Linked DNA regions of Mus musculus: region 2 is linked to region 1. The links are chromatin contacts, called in public HiChIP or PLAC-seq maps. All regions are on one chromosome and are shown on one strand. The core of a region is the stretch at or near the end of the contact, and the rest is flanking DNA. Distances in the headings are between cores, read along the strand shown. Region 1 has its middle 73 kb from the start of Lyplal1. Region 2 has its middle 36 kb from the start of Gm35426.

The links. HiChIP or PLAC-seq counts read pairs in DNA pulled down with a chosen protein or histone mark.
Region 2: a contact with region 1 is called in a FOXA1 HiChIP or PLAC-seq map of pancreatic cancer cells. The contact joins two enhancer-like sites. A contact is called at or near these places in 1 of 484 Hi-C or Micro-C datasets (embryonic stem cells) and 1 of 115 datasets of contacts at active chromatin or transcription factors (pancreatic cancer cells).

What each region holds. Positions count from the first base shown.
Region 1 is chr1:186,040,769-186,048,470 of GRCm38.p6, forward strand. No RefSeq gene overlaps it. Among named protein-coding and RNA genes, the nearest start is that of Lyplal1, 73 kb to the right of the region's middle. Within about 2 kb of position 2,948, at least 18 of the 459 cell types and tissues checked have an H3K27ac peak or open chromatin away from gene starts, as enhancers often do. A contact at or near this core is called in pancreatic cancer cells, where this site is marked.
Region 2 is chr1:186,446,302-186,454,007 of GRCm38.p6, forward strand. No RefSeq gene overlaps it. Among named protein-coding and RNA genes, the nearest start is that of Gm35426, 36 kb to the right of the region's middle. Within about 2 kb of position 2,675, at least 84 of the 459 cell types and tissues checked have an H3K27ac peak or open chromatin away from gene starts, as enhancers often do. A contact at or near this core is called in pancreatic cancer cells, where this site is marked.

The sequences.
Region 1 (7,702 bases), core at 1,698-4,197:
ACTTCAAGGTGGTCTGAAGCAAGCCTTTCTGTTCCACATTCTATCGGGAACATCATAGCTTAGGATTTAGACATATCTGACATTCTATCAGACTTAGGCTCTTAAACAAGTAAGATAGCCCAGCATAAAACAAAACAAACAAGCCCTCAAGTATATCCTTGCTACTTCTGGGAGATAATACTTTGGTTCTTTATGATATCTAATTGCTTTCCGATTTTTATTCATTGTTGAGTATAATAAAAATCCAGGAAGAGTGGATTTATAAGATGAGGCCATATATGAGGCTTGCTGCTTCCTCATAACACATGATTATACTTATAATTTATGATATGTTTATAGTCAACATGGCTTAAAGAAAGTAAAAATTCAGTTTATCAGTTTAAATCTCTGGGAGAAAAAACTTTGAATGGAGGAGGCAAGATTTGTTCCAACCGTCCATTAGGCTGATATATTTATAAAACAAAGTAAGTATGCCATTAAGTTAGTACAGAGAGTTTGACTTGGTTCTAAAACACTAAGAACAATTTTAAATGGGGCGCTGTGTGAACTTTTGTTTGAGAGACTTAAACAAAGATGTCTTTGGTCTTGAGAGGGTACAAGGACAGACTGGGGAGGGGGGTTATTCCACTCACATTTGGCTTGATGGAGCAATGGATTCATTTAGGGTTGCTTACAAGAACATGGGTGGGGCATTATTTACAGGAGCAGAGGCAATTTGCACAGAGCTACACCACGGAAGGAGCTCTCTCTTCCTCCCAGCAACTATTAGCCGCCTATGGAACAGGGGTTCCCAACCTCCCCAAGTACAGTGCCTCATGTTGTAGAGACCCACAACTATTAAGCTGGTTTTGTTGCTACTCCATAACTACAATTTCGCTAGAGTTGCGAATCATAATGTAAGTGGCTTTAGAGACAGAGGTTTGTCAAAGGGTTGTGACCCGCAGCTGAAGAACCACTGTTATAGATCCTCAAGGAGAGCAAGCCCTCGGGAGCTCCTCTCTTTTCTCAGGACAATAATCTATACAAGTCCTGTGTTGAGTGTTCTAGGGGGTGATGGACATGAAGTGGCCACAGGTCAGTGATCCATGGGTGGCCACTAAAATGTCCTTATCTATTGAAGTACAGTAATTAGATTTTTGGTCTCTGTGTGTTTATATCTTCTGAATGAATAACCAGGGTGGCTACTTTTCTGCTAGGCTATGCATGACCACACTGTTTCCACTACCTGGGAAGTCTGTGAACTGGATCATTTCAAAAGAATTAGTCATTATATAAGTTTTTTTTTTTTCCTGGCATGCCTCCAGCTCGTGTTTTGCTAATCTAAAGCATTTTCTTATTCAGTGGCAATAAAAACAAGCTTAAAATACACACCATATAACCATATAAATAAAAGCTATTAGCTCAGCCCTTGAATCAACCCTCCCACTCCCCAACCCCTGCTGCCCAGGACTCCCAAGTGCCACCTCCTTATTGATATCTTCTATTCTAGAAAATAAGAAATGTCTCTGTCTTGGCTCCTGTGCTCCCAATATCTAGTGAGTGCTCTTGCCTGTGCCAATGGCTTCCACTCAATTACCCCTTCAGGAACCCTAACATACCACATTTTTTCTTCTCAATAAGCTGCTTCCATGACTTGTTACATAGAGATGGTGACCACCTTGATCCGGATGATCATCAGAGGAAAGGTTTGAATTACAATGGAAGACATTAGGGTGTGGATAAATTAAATACTAACTTCACTGGTAAGTGGGCCCCATGTATTGCTCCTAAATCCAGGAGCACCTTAGGGAGCAAGTTGTAAATTCCGTGGAGCTTTCTGCACCTAGCCTGGTACCTCACAAAAGAGAGGCTGCGGGTTTCAGAAATATTTGGCGGAAGGATATGACTGAAGAAGTTGGTGATGCGAGTAAGGAACTATTGGGTTGCAGAAGCGACAATCCCCATGAACCAATGTAGAGTTCTGATAGAACCTCCAATTGTCACAACCAGGATGATCTTGAGGCCAGTATATTTTATGAAGTTTATTTTCTGTGTGATCTAAGCTAAAATAGGTATTAAAGTTTATTCTCTGCCAGATTATTTCCTCATCTGTAAAATGGCAGTAAATACTGAGACATCAGGTAACTGAATGGATTGATCAGAGATCTTTAGAGCAATAATCTATGAACAAAATGACATAGGGAGGTATCACAAACCTTAAAGAGACTATGTAGCTGGCTTCCTCTGGGTAGAGTTTTCATTAACAAATAGGCACCTTTGTAACTTTCTTGGTTTGTCAGAGGCTGACGTTACCACAGCTTCGTCTAGGAATGAAATATCACTGCTGTACTTGGGAGCTGGCTCATGTTGTCAGGCTATTTTGTTGTTGTGACTGACTTTGGCTTTGTATTTAATGTATTTAATGTTATTATCTCTGTGGGAATACGTCCCAAATTTATGTGGATGGGTACAGTTTCATGAAAATTAGATAAGTGGTCTAATGTGTGGGCCGGGAGGTTTATGAGTGATGCTGTTTGAAATGACTTTCTGTTCTTCCCATGTGGCATTCAGGATAACTCCTTCTAGTATATTATGAAACATAAAAGGGGAATTTGTGTTCTGTGTTCAGAAGAAACACCAGGAGTTATGACTGTTCCTGGGAAACAGCAATATAAAAATGGAGTTTCCTGGAACGTTGGAATTCATTTTCAGAGACTAGTCAGCTCAGTGTTTTCCAGTATTGATTCGGTTCATCTATACATTCTTTGTGAGCCTTCACAGGACCAGCATCAGAAGCCATGTCTCACAGTTATCTTCTGCCTACCCCCAAACTGCATCTAGTTGTTGTGGATTCAGTGTAGATTCATAATCATCACTTTTTTTTACCATCATACAATACTATTGCACACTCTTGAGTCATATTTATTATTTATTTGTCTATGACTCATCTTCTCAAGAACTCCTTGACAAAGGAGCTCACATCACACTGTTTACTTCAGAGCTTCCCTGGGGGCCGGACTCCCAACTTTAACATAAGAGAAATGTGATAAACTTTTATTGTCTCAGTGTTTGGCTTACAACATATCATATAACCCGCTGCTCTGAATCCATGCAATCAAGGAAGGAAACACTAGGCAGACTGAGAGAATAGTCTGTGTATACCCCAGGGCTGTACCCAGGCTGGGATAACCCTGCAGACATTCTTTCTCTCCATCCCAGTTTATTGTCAGTGCTTCTTCTCAAGGAAGAACACACACAAAAAAAACGTGAAACTAAGAAAAGCAAATGGAAACTTCAAATACAAAGACACTGGCTTTCCGAGGGGGGAAAATATACGGTTCAGCACGCTTACCCTCACTAATAATAGACTCTATGGCTTTGAAAAGACTGTTGTCAAAATAACATCAGTGAAGCACTGAGGTCATAACTGGCACTACTGTTTTGGCCCTGTGACCAGTTTTACATCAGGGACTTATTTTCCAGTTTCTTTCCTCCCAATCACTGCAATCATTTGCTCTAGTAGAGTCTAAATTGAATGGCGCGCACCATAAACCTGCTCCCCACTGCAGCTCACGCTGGCATTGTAAAAACGCAGGCAACAGTGGGAGGCATTGAAGTGGCTCACACACTGACCTCTTAAAAACCAAAGAGTAGGAAAGAACATCTTACAGCCCAGGTTCCTCCAGAATCCCACACACGGGACTCCTGACCGCCCTGGCTTGGTTGGACACTCATCTCCACTAGACACCATGACCCAGACATGAGGACAGTGGACCCAGCCTTGGTCCATTCACAGACCCACAGTGTGAAGCTGTTCCCTGAAGGAGAGTGCCCTTGAATAACGATGTCCAATAGGTAGCCCTGCGTTAGTTTTGCTGGGCAAATCTAGGGAAAATAAATAAGAAAACTCACCAAGACTCCATCAAGCTGTTCATAAAGGACTTTAGAGGAAAAACTCTTATTCATCAGCCCATTAAGTCTATTGGCTCTGCTGTTCCCTCAAAAGAGAAAAAAAATTAAAGAGATGATGTAACTGAATTACTCTACCTAACTAACTGACGGCTTGAAAATTGAATTTGTCTTTCTTTTCCTGACATCATCACCAATAATAAAACTTAAGCTATTAAAACAGAGTTTTCATCAGGAATGTGTGATACAGACCTGTATATAGAATTTTTATGAGTAGGTTCTGACTCTGGAACTATCATATAGCTACATGAAAGTGCTTGCCATGCAGGCACAAGGATCTGGAGTTTGAATCCACGGGCCCTATCTAAAAGTTTGTTGTGGTGGCATATACCTGACATCCCCAAACCAGGGGTAAAGGAACTGGGGAGGGACACAAATAGATCCCTTGAGTTGATTGACCAACCCAAAACAGGAAAAAACAGGGAAAAAGAAAAGGTGGGAAGTTGAGTGGAAAAAAGACTCAGCATGGAACTCTGGCCTCAGAAACAAATGAATACACACATGCACACACCCGTGCATGTACACATCAGTAATATTTATGCACAGAAAGCGGAATTAGTTTGAATGACATTTATTATGCTATGGTAAGCTGAATACATTTCCTTATTTTTCAACATCTTCAACATTGATTGCTTTCTCTTCGAGTGGAGTTATCACCATGGCCTGTGAATTCTGATGCAAATAATTCTTTTCTCCATTTCTCTCTGAGTGGTTTATAGTCATTTATGGTATTTTCTTTGTGATCTAACTATCCTTAAAGGACATGCCTCTTAAGTTTCAAATACCTATGACTCAAGTTCTTACCCACTTAGAAAAGAAGTGACTTACCTGCCAGTTACTTTGCAGTGACTTTAACTTAGCATGGCGTTCTGATCTGTTCAAGCTGATATCATTGTGTACAGGAGCCTGAAAGGCTTCATTGAAACACATGCCCCATCAGAACATGAGCTCTTTCTGTGAGCATGGGTGCAGTAAATGAAATTCCTTCTCATATTATTATACTCTTTTATGCCAGTACTGGAGTTCCCTCTCTCCCGGGGGAAACATGCACTTTACCCTTTATTAAACTTTCATTTACAATTACAATTTTTTAGCTTTAGCTAGCTCATTGTAGAGTTGTGCCTATGTTATGGCTGTCGCTGTGATCTCCTTTATATCTTTATGCTAATAAGTCCTCTGAATCTTTCCTTTTATCCTAATATCTGTATTGACCGTCTTTTTAAAGATCTATTGCATTTTTAATTATGTTTGTGTGTGGATATCTGTTATGGGAGCTTGTGTGTAAGTGAGTGCAGGCATCCACAAAGGTCAGAAGAGGGCACAAATCACCAGCAGCTGTAGTTAACAGGCTATCATGAACTGCGGGACTGGCATCCGAACTCCAATCCTCTAGAAGAACAGCTCTTAACCTCGGAGCCACCTCTGCAGTCTCCAAATCACTGCCCTGATTCTTTTTGCGTTTCCTGATATTTTTCTCTAGAGTTATGTGTCCATCACAGTAGATGGTTTTAGAATGTTTCCAGTACTGCACAAAATGCTGTGTTTATTTACAGTCATATTATCTCTCTCCACCGCACCCCCACCCCACCATCTCTAAGCAACCATTAATTGATTTCTTTCTTCATAGTTTCCTACTTAACATAGTATAGTGGGTGAGTCATGCAGCAGCAGGCCCCCTGTGTGAGAGGTGCTTCACTTACTGCAATGGTTTGAAATTCATTTATGCTTTAGTAGGAATTAAGACATTGCTTTTATATTGTCATGAATAGATCCTGTTCAATCAGTCAATGTGGGCGTTTGCATTATATCTTGTACAATGGATGTAGTGGTGCTTACTCATGCACATATTTTTATGTGGACAGAGATTCATGTCTCTTTAGTGTGTATATACGTTTGGCTAGAACTGCTGGGTTATATGGTTACTCTACAGTTTTAAATTTCTAAGGCAGTCACATGATTTTACATCCCAGCAACATCACATATGGGACCTGCTCTCTCCTCATTTCTCCACATCCTCTCTGCACTCCTTAATGTGTTTCTTTGTATGTAGCTGTCATAAAGGGCATCAACAGTCATCCCTCTGAAGTTTGATGTTTTATCCTTTGATAGCTGGTAAAGTATGGGAGTCTAGAAATAATGATTTCTGAGTTCAGAAATTCTTTTTCATGGTGTGGCAAAATGTGGGTTTTATTGTTTAAAACATAGTGTGTTTTGAGGTTCCTTGGGGATAGCTGAACAGGTGAGAGTTCTCGAGCTTTCTGGGAGAATCAAAGTGTGTTCCCAGCACACACAATGGCTTACAACCATCAGTAACTCCATTTCCAGGAGCACTAACAGCATCTTCTGGCCTCCACATTCACCAGGTACACACATGGCACACATATATAAGAGAAAGAGCTCTTTAAATTCACTAAGTTTTATTTCTGTTTTCTCTTTTTTATTATTCCTTTCATTTTTTTCCCAATTTGTTTGCTTTTATGGGTTTAAATTGTCTTTGAATTCAACATGTGTCTCTGACTGGCCCTGAACTCATAGCAATCCTCCTGCCTTAACCCCCATGCCAAGCTGCTTTCCCCTGATTAAAAAATAAGCCAATTTGATAAGTTCTCAATATTAAATTATTTCCTCTTTTTGTTTCTTTTTTTCTAAAGATTCATTTCTTTCCATTGATACATATGTGCATGTGCACCTGCAGTGTAGGTACCCAGTGAGGCCAGAAGAGGGCATTGTATCCCATGGAGCTGGAGTTACAGGGTCTCAATAGTCATCAATGCCTGTGCTGGGCACTGACCCAGGGTCCTCCACAAGAGCCATATGTGCTCGAAACTGGCTCTCCAGTCCTGTGATTTATTCAGAAAATATTCTCATGCTACATTTCCTTGAAGTATTCTCCAAGTCTTTCCTTTTTGCCTTCTCGCTATCATGTGGTTAAAGTATTGCTCTACCTTTTGACTTTTTGAATTATGTAATCACTTATATTTTTAAATTCAGTAATAGCTACAATATCACTTACAGCAGCCAAACCAATTGCAAATTCAAAAACCATCAGTTTTAAAGGTTTGTGTCATGGCTATGTTCTCTGATTACAGTGAAATAAAGGGAAATTACTAACAAGAAAGATAGCTGAGAAAGCCACAAATGCTTGAAACTGAGCAGTAATCCACGAGTCAAAAATGATCATGACATAAATTAAAATGCCTAGAATTAAATGGTAATTAACATGTCTGCTTGCCAGGCATGGCAGTGCACACTTGCAATGACAGCCTACACATCAGGGAAATAGGAAAGTCTGGAACTTGAGACAGTTTGAGTGCAACAAGATAGTCCAGGCTTCAAAGAGTCTATCTCAGACTAAGACACACACACACATGCACACATACACACCCCAAAACACAAATAAACAAACAAATAAGACAGCAACAACAACAAAAACAAACCAAAATCCCAAACTCCAAACAAACAAAAAAAGCAAACAGCAGCAACAACAACAATAATAACAACAGCAACAACAACAAAAGTCTCAGAATACATTTATGGAAAAGGTGTTTGCTCTTACATTTTATGGAAACATTTAACCACCAGTCAATTATAAACAATTATATTTAAATAAACCTGAACTTTTAGACAAACGTGCATAGTTGGGGAAAAATACGCCATTCCATCACTGATGTAAAAATACACAGAAACTAAATAGTTACCTTTGTGGCTTTATTCTGTCACCAAATATTCTAAGAATCTCCAAGCACAGATGTTT
Region 2 (7,706 bases), core at 1,425-3,924, 410 kb after region 1:
GAGACCTGCTCAACAGGAGGGAGTTCATGCCTGAAACTGTGAACATGGTCTATGGGTTTGTGCTGCTCCCATCCTTGGTCAGAGAAACTTTTAATGGCAGTGAGTAGTTGCTAATGCAAATAATTGTTGCTGTTAGAAGTGCTGAGAATAAAAGACTGTGGGCACTCAGCCTGAGAGCAGCATCACTCTACAGGTTCAGGGACCATCCCAGAGGAAAGGATATAAAGAAAGTAAATGTGAGAGGATTGCAGAGGGGAGCTGTGAAAGTCTGTTCTCTGAACACACCATGGCTGGTATACACATGAGCCCAAGCATCTGTGGTTACATGCACAGAATATAGAGAGAAAGAACTGAAGGGGCTGAAGGGTTTGCAGCCCCATAGGAAGAACAACAATATGAACCAACCAGTACCCCCAGAGCTCCCTGGGACTGAACCACCAACCAGGGTACACGTGGAGGGACCCATGACTCCAGCCACATATATAGCAGAGGATGGCCTTGTCCAGCATCAATGGGAGGAGAGGCCCTTGGTCCTGTGAAGGCTTGATAGATGCCCCAGGGCGGGGAGGTGGGGGTGGGAGGGTTGGTGAGCAGGGGGAGGAGGAATGGGTGTTTTTCAGAGGGGAAACCAGTAAAAGGGATAACATTTGAAATGTAAATAAAGAAAATATCTAATAAAAATTTCAAAAAAATAAAGACCATCAAATGAGTATAGCACAGGGAGAGAGGGGGCTCGGAGGCCCCGTCTGAGGAGCTGTTAATGACTGATGGCTAGGAGAGTCACTTTTTATTGAAAGTATGGCCTCTGGTAAGTTGCCCCTGTGGATGGCCCCATATCCATCTGCAAGTCTTCTCACCAACTGAAGTCAATAGCCAAATAATCAAATAAAGGAGGACATAAAGTCAGGACAGAGATGTGATAAGAGGCTTCTGGGAGTGTAGAAGCAGGATGTGGGGTGTAGGTTTGATCAAGACACATTTATACACGTATGAGATTTTCAAAGAGCAAATAAAAAAAAATGTCCTGGAGAAAAAGAAACTAATACTTCCCAGTGAAACCAGTTTCAAGCATTTCCTTAGTTTTTAGTCTTCTGGTTTTATGAGCTTTAAGCTTTTCTCAGCCAATTGTTCTTCTTGGTGTGATTCTGTGTTTACTGATATGTTTGAATGACGCTTAAGGTGTGTAACTGCCCAAGTCATTTTGGGCTTCTCTAATGAGATAGCAAGAAACAGATGGTTGTAAGCAGAAGAAATGTCTTCCCCAGAGTTGAGGAGGGTTGGAAGTCTAAGATCAGGGTGCTGGTACATTCCTCTCTGTGGAGGGGCTGCCTCCAGTTCACTGGTGGCCATCATCTCTGTCCTCACAGAGAGATTCCTGAGTTTTCTTCTACATGGCTCTGAGCCCACTGGTGAGGGCTTGTCTCTTGTCACCTCCCTCATGTCACCTGGTCAATGTCCAAGTCCTCCCTCCAAGTACCATGCCACTAGGATCAGCTAGAGGGAGGTTCGGCATTCAGTCCTTAGCTAGCAGTGACTATGTTTATTACCCAACTGTCCTCCCTGCAAACACACAGAAGCAGGAAGATCAAGCTTTGAGTCAAACCTGTACAAACAAATGCTTTGCCCAGAGCCAAGGTGTTAGCAAAGAAAGGAAAGAACTGGCAGAATTCTAGCAGCACAGAAATGGTCGGAAGTCAGTAGTGATCACTTGTCCTGCTCTGTCTGGTGGGGATGGCAGGGAGCCGTGGCTTTCTTTAAATGGATTTGGCTGGATTGCATCAAGAGATCAAAGCCATGAAGAAAAGCAAGGGAGGAAAGAAAGGGGGAGAAGCAAAGGAAGGGAAGGGAAGGAAGGGGAGGGGAGGAGAAGGGAAAAGAGGGAAAGAGAACAGAAGAGAGGGGAGGGGAGGAGAGAAAAGGAAAGGTGGGAGAGAAGAAGGGAGGGGAGGGGAGGGGAGGAAAGGAGGGGACAGGGGAGGGGACAGGGGAGGGGACAGGGGAGGGGAGGGGACAGGGAAGGAGAGGAGAGCAGAGGAGAGGAGAGGAGAGGAGAGGGGAGGGGAGGGGAGGGGAGGGGAGAGGAGGGGAGGGGAGAGGAGAGGAGGGGAGGGGAGGGGAGGGGAGGGGAGGGGAGGGGAGAGGAGAGGAGAGGAGAGGAGAGGAGAGGAGAGGAGAGGAGAGGAGGGGAGGGGAGAGGAGAGGAGAGGAGAGGGGGGACAGGGGAGGGGAGGGGAGAAGAGAAGAGAGGGGAGAGGAGAAGAGAGGGGAGAGGAGAAGAGGGGAGAGGGGAGGAGAGGAGAGCAGAGGAGAGCAGAAGAGAGGAGAGGGGACAGGAGGGGAGGGGAGGGGAGGGGAGGAGAGGGGGAGGGGAGAGGAGAAGAGAGGGGAAGAGAGAAGAGGGGAGAGGGGAGGAGAGAAGAGGGGAGAGGATGGGAGGGGAAGGAAGGAGAGAAGGGGAGGGGGGAAGGGAAGAAGAGAGGGAAGGAGGGAGAGAGAGAGAATCATACCTTATACTCTAAATGTATGGCATAAACAAACAACTCAATCAGATCAGTGGAAGGAGATGCCAAGTCTGGAGACAGGGTTTTCCCAGGCACCAGCTGGTAGGCAGCCCTGTGGCAGTGCCTGCTGCTGATCTGGCCTTGGCTGAGACAGTGTCTGCTGAATAAGTAGGCTGACCCCAGAGCCAAAAGCAGCAGCCCTACTGCTGAAGACGCCCCAGGGATCCCTTCTGCTGACTCAAATCTTTCCTCAGGGATTTAGAAAACAAATGAAGCTCTGAGAAGTGGGGCCACTGGGAGGGCCATTAGGAGAGCAACGCAACGTCTCTCTGTTGTCTTCTTATATGTAATGAATTCGGTCCAATCTGGGGCCCAGCAACCAGATCCAGGCAGAACTAACTAACTCCCTTTGGAAGGAATGTCCCTGGGTTGGGATAAGGGGTTGTCCGGCAGGCCCAGAAAAACGAAAAACTGAGAAAAAGGATAACAAGGAAGAAAAATGCATTTAGGCATATATTTCTAAATGAAATACAGATGGGAACAAATTTCCATGCCAGCGAGTCTGCTGTGGAAGAAGAGGAGGAGCTCAAGGTAAACGACCAAGAAAATGACTCATCTGGGCAGGAATAAGGAAAGAGATCAAGTGTTCCTGAATTATTAGTAACTCAAAATTCCAGCCGCATGCAGCGGCTTCAAAGCGGCGCTCTGCAAGTTCTGACCTCTGGTGAATGCCTGACCCAGCGATGACTTTGGGTAACCAGAGCCAGGGTATTTTGGGGAATGTTTAACATGTCTAGCCCGCATATATTTGCTCTCTCTCGCTCGCTCTCTCTCTTTTTTAAGATCTAGAAATATGTTAACTATTTCAGAAACTAAAGTAGATGTTTGAAGAAGAATTTTCACTGTTTGTCGCTACATTGCTACCTGAAGAAGATATTTATTGAATGCTTACAGTAGGAGAGGCAACAAGCCACATACTCAGTACATTATAAATAGATAAGGAGTGGCTACCTTTTCTACATACTTACAGTATATAAAGCATAGGGAAGACCCAAGCAAGAAAGGGAGGAAAAAGAGAAAGAAAAAAATCATATAAGCCTTTAGAATTCTAGCACACACCTCCACCCCTCTTCATGACACGATCCAATACATGTTAAAGTTTTTTTTTTTAATTTCCAGTTATGTGTATTTGTGTCTACATGTAGGTATGCACACATCTGAGCAGGTGCCTACAGTAGGGTGAAGAGTCCACTGGAGTTGGGGTTGGGGGTTATGAGCTCTGAAAACTAAACTAAGGTCTTTTTGGAGATCAGGAAGCACTCTTAACTGCTGAGCCATTTCTCCAGCCCAGCATCTACATTTGAACCAGCACCATTCAAACTTGCCTAAAGTCCATGTAAAAGCCAAAGTGAAGACACACTCTGTGGACCCAACTAGAGACACTGACTGGATCAGGCTTGTTCATGTACACATAGGTAGCATTTGTTCAAAGTACATTCTTTTCTTCTAGACTTTGGATGACATAAAGCCATGGTGAACTTTGCAATTGAAAGTGTCTGCTTTGTATTTTGACATATAATTTTGTATTTCCAAGGGTGATTCCCTTTAGACAGGCCACTGGTGGATAGAGATTTGCTATTACGGATAACTGATACTTCCCGGATGTTGCTTACTTAAGGAATTCTTGCCTTGGGTCTTTATTAACCTAGAGTTTCTGTTCTCTCAGAGCAACACTGGCAAAAGTGCACATGGCTGTCTGTCCAAGTGCTTCCTCAGCCAATTTTTCAAGTCACCTGGGATGAAGGCCATAAACTTCACACAGGGAGCAGCCTATCAGCAGGCATGGAAGGCGGGGACCAAGAATGGCATCTTTCAATCATGAGCACAGTGGAGATTCACAGTGCAGAGTTGCTATTGGTACTACGTCTCACCAAGAAATAGCTCAGTTAACAGTTAAGTCAGATAGATTCAGGGGCTCTACTTCAAATTGCATCCTCTTCTATGGCATTCCATTGCCTGAAACCATGTGTTGTCTTCACTGAATGGAGGAATGATGACACTGAAAAGAGACTGTGAAACTCAGTCCCTCCCTTGTCATAAGACAGTTACAAGGTATTTACAAGTACTAAGGGAACTGATCTAGGTCATACCCAGGAGCAAACTCAGGCTCTGTGGATGCCATTGACAAGCTCTGTCTGCCGAACACCCTTTACCCTTTATTGTATTATATATCATATATATATATCATTCCAGTGCCCACCCAAGCAAATATGTTATCAGGAATCTTATCTTACTGGTGAAAAAGCAGCAAGGGACAGAATATTCAAACACTCAAATGCTCTGCAGCATAGGGAGGCCTCAAAATCATCACAGGAGTCCAGTTCCATGAATATCCAGAAATCCAGATCCAGTGAGACGTAAACTAAATTATTGCTTTGTTTATGTTACAATAGCATGAAAGAAAAGCTGTTTTCTCTCACTCAAAGAATACACTCCACCTCCCAGTAGAGATACACTTTTGTCTCCTCCCTTAAGAAATTAATCCTGGTGGGTCAGCCAATCATCTGATCAAGAGACCAGCTCTCCTGAAAGTGGGTTACCTTACACCCTCTCCCTTTAGTGAGATCATGTACTTTTCCTTCCTGCCCCACGGCACAGTCCTTATAAGCCATCATGAGGCTTAACAGACCTCATGAGATCTGATTCTTCTCACCTCTCTTTCCTTTCTGATGATGACCAGAGTCTAAGTGTGCTTTCTTGGGTACCCTGAACTTCCCATCTTTCTCTAAGGCCTCCCTGTCCTGTGATCACCATGTGGTGACCTCCTTGTCATGTGTCCTCCATGGGGCTGACCTCCACATGCTGAGGTCTGGAGCTTGCCTGTCCCTTCTTCTTTTATAATCTAATAAAATCACCCTGGAGCTTCTGTTTGAATCTGTTTTATATGAATGAGACTAACAACCCCAAGAGAGGATACCCCCCCACACACACACATACACACACACACTTAATTGGGTGTGGTGACTAAGTGACCTATTAGTCCTGGGAACATCAGGAAAAAAAGCCACCATGAGCAAATTGCTCATGGGGGGTGGAGGGGATGGTGCAGGGTGAGTAAGAAGTAGAATAAGTTTAAAAACAGTTATTACACAGGCATGGGGAAATGGAGTAGAAGTGATATTGGTTCATGTATTTGTCTACATGTAAATTTGGATCTCTAAATTGAAGACAGACTTCCAATTAGACAGAGAGAAACATCAAAAGTTAAAATCAGAACAAAAAGAAGAAAGAAAGAACAGTCAAGGTTTGGGGCTTTAAAGATAGAGGCTAAAACTCTGACCGATTCGGAAGAATGATACTTTTACAGAATTAAAAGAGAAATCTTAAAAACTTTAAACTCCAAAACAAGAGTAAATCTTTTGATCTTTATTTAAATGAGGATCATTTCTGCAAGTTTGGTTCTGGCTCTTCATCTCCAGTGTCTGGCATCTTCTGGCTTGAGCAAAAGAGGCAGCTCTTCTGCAGACAGGCCAGTCTACACATTACCACAAACTAGTAAAATCTCCTTAAATCGGTGAAAATATAAGCTTGCTTTGGGGACGAATTTAGTGTGGAAAATTCTCCCTAAGCCTCAGAAGTGGCAGTAAGCCCCCTTCAGCTTCAGATTTATACTTTATTTCTGGGCAAATGCATGCATTTCCCATCAGAAAGATTTGGCTAATTCTTTCGTCTGTTCCTTATACATCACCTCCCTCACAGCCTCTTTGGAAGATCGCTGACTTCAGAAACCCAAGAGCCTAACTCAGGCACCAATAACACTCAGTTCAAAGGAGGGTAGCATTCAAACGGACCTGGAATGAATGAGGAGTGATGAGATTTTCATAGGTAGGCAGGCATGTTTCTCTCAGTAACCCTGACAGAGTTCTAGACCAAACAATACACAGTAGAGTTTACATTCTAAATCAGTTTCTCAGTCTCTACACCAGTTGATATTTTAAACCAGGTAAGTTTTTGTTATGAAGGATAGTCTTTGTATAATAGAACATTTAACAACACTGTGGTAGCCTCTATTCCTACCACTGTTAGGTATTCCAACAAGACTCACCTCTGGGCATTGAGAAATGCCTTTTGGTGGCCCTGACAATGATCCTATTTGAGAAATACTGGTCCAAACAGAGTGAGTGATAATGATATCTAGGAATCAGAATACTGGGACACTATCCTTATCAAAATGAAAGCATTGTATGTGTGTGTATCTGTCTGTCTGCCTCTCTCTGTGTCTCTGTGTCTCTGTCTGTCTGTCTGTCTGTCTGTCTGTCTCTCTCTCTCTCTCTCTCTATATATATATATATATATATATGTGTGTGTGTGTGTGTGTGTGTGTGTGTGTGTGTTGTGGGAGTGGGGGTGTAACAGTAGTAGTAGCAGTAGTTTAGAAATCTGTACAATGTATTTTAATATCTACACTCCCTCCTCCCAACTTCTCCTAGAGACACACCCTCTTCCCGTTTTTTAGTCTCATCAAGGCCAATGTATATAGCCTAAATATTCTTGGATGGGTGGTCTTCCACTGGAATATGGTCAATTTTTCAGAGACTATACTCTTAAGTTAACAATTGACAGTAGTCCCTCAGGCAGCGGGTGGAAGATTTTCCTACCCCCTCCCACTTTCATATGTAGATTTGGTAATCTATTTTAATAACATCACTGGATTGTAATGAACCCACCAGTGAAAATATCATACAACTAGATTAAGATAGTCATCCAAGCAAAAACTTGCCCAGTCCCAAACTGTGTATCTCGGTGAACTTCTGTCCAGGTAGAATGGCCGTTCTGAAGCCATGGGCTTCACTCAGGGTTTTACACTTTTCATGATGCATTGCATTGTAAAGCATTTGCTACCCAAACAAACAACAACAACAAAACCTGTGACAGTTTAAATCAGTAGAACAATTAGGCTTATATCCTCATCCAGGACTCGTGCCCTGTGCCTACACTCTATCCTTCCTCACCACCTATATTCGTGTCGTCCCACACCCATACTTATAGCTCTTTGTATATGCTCATGAACATATTATAAGCTAGGATCCACACAGGAGAGAGAACATGCAGTTGCTGCTGTCAGTTTCTCTAAGTTCAGGTTGCCTCATCGAATGCCTATTTCTGAGTGGGATTATGTAAACTATCTTGGATGGGTAGCTTTTA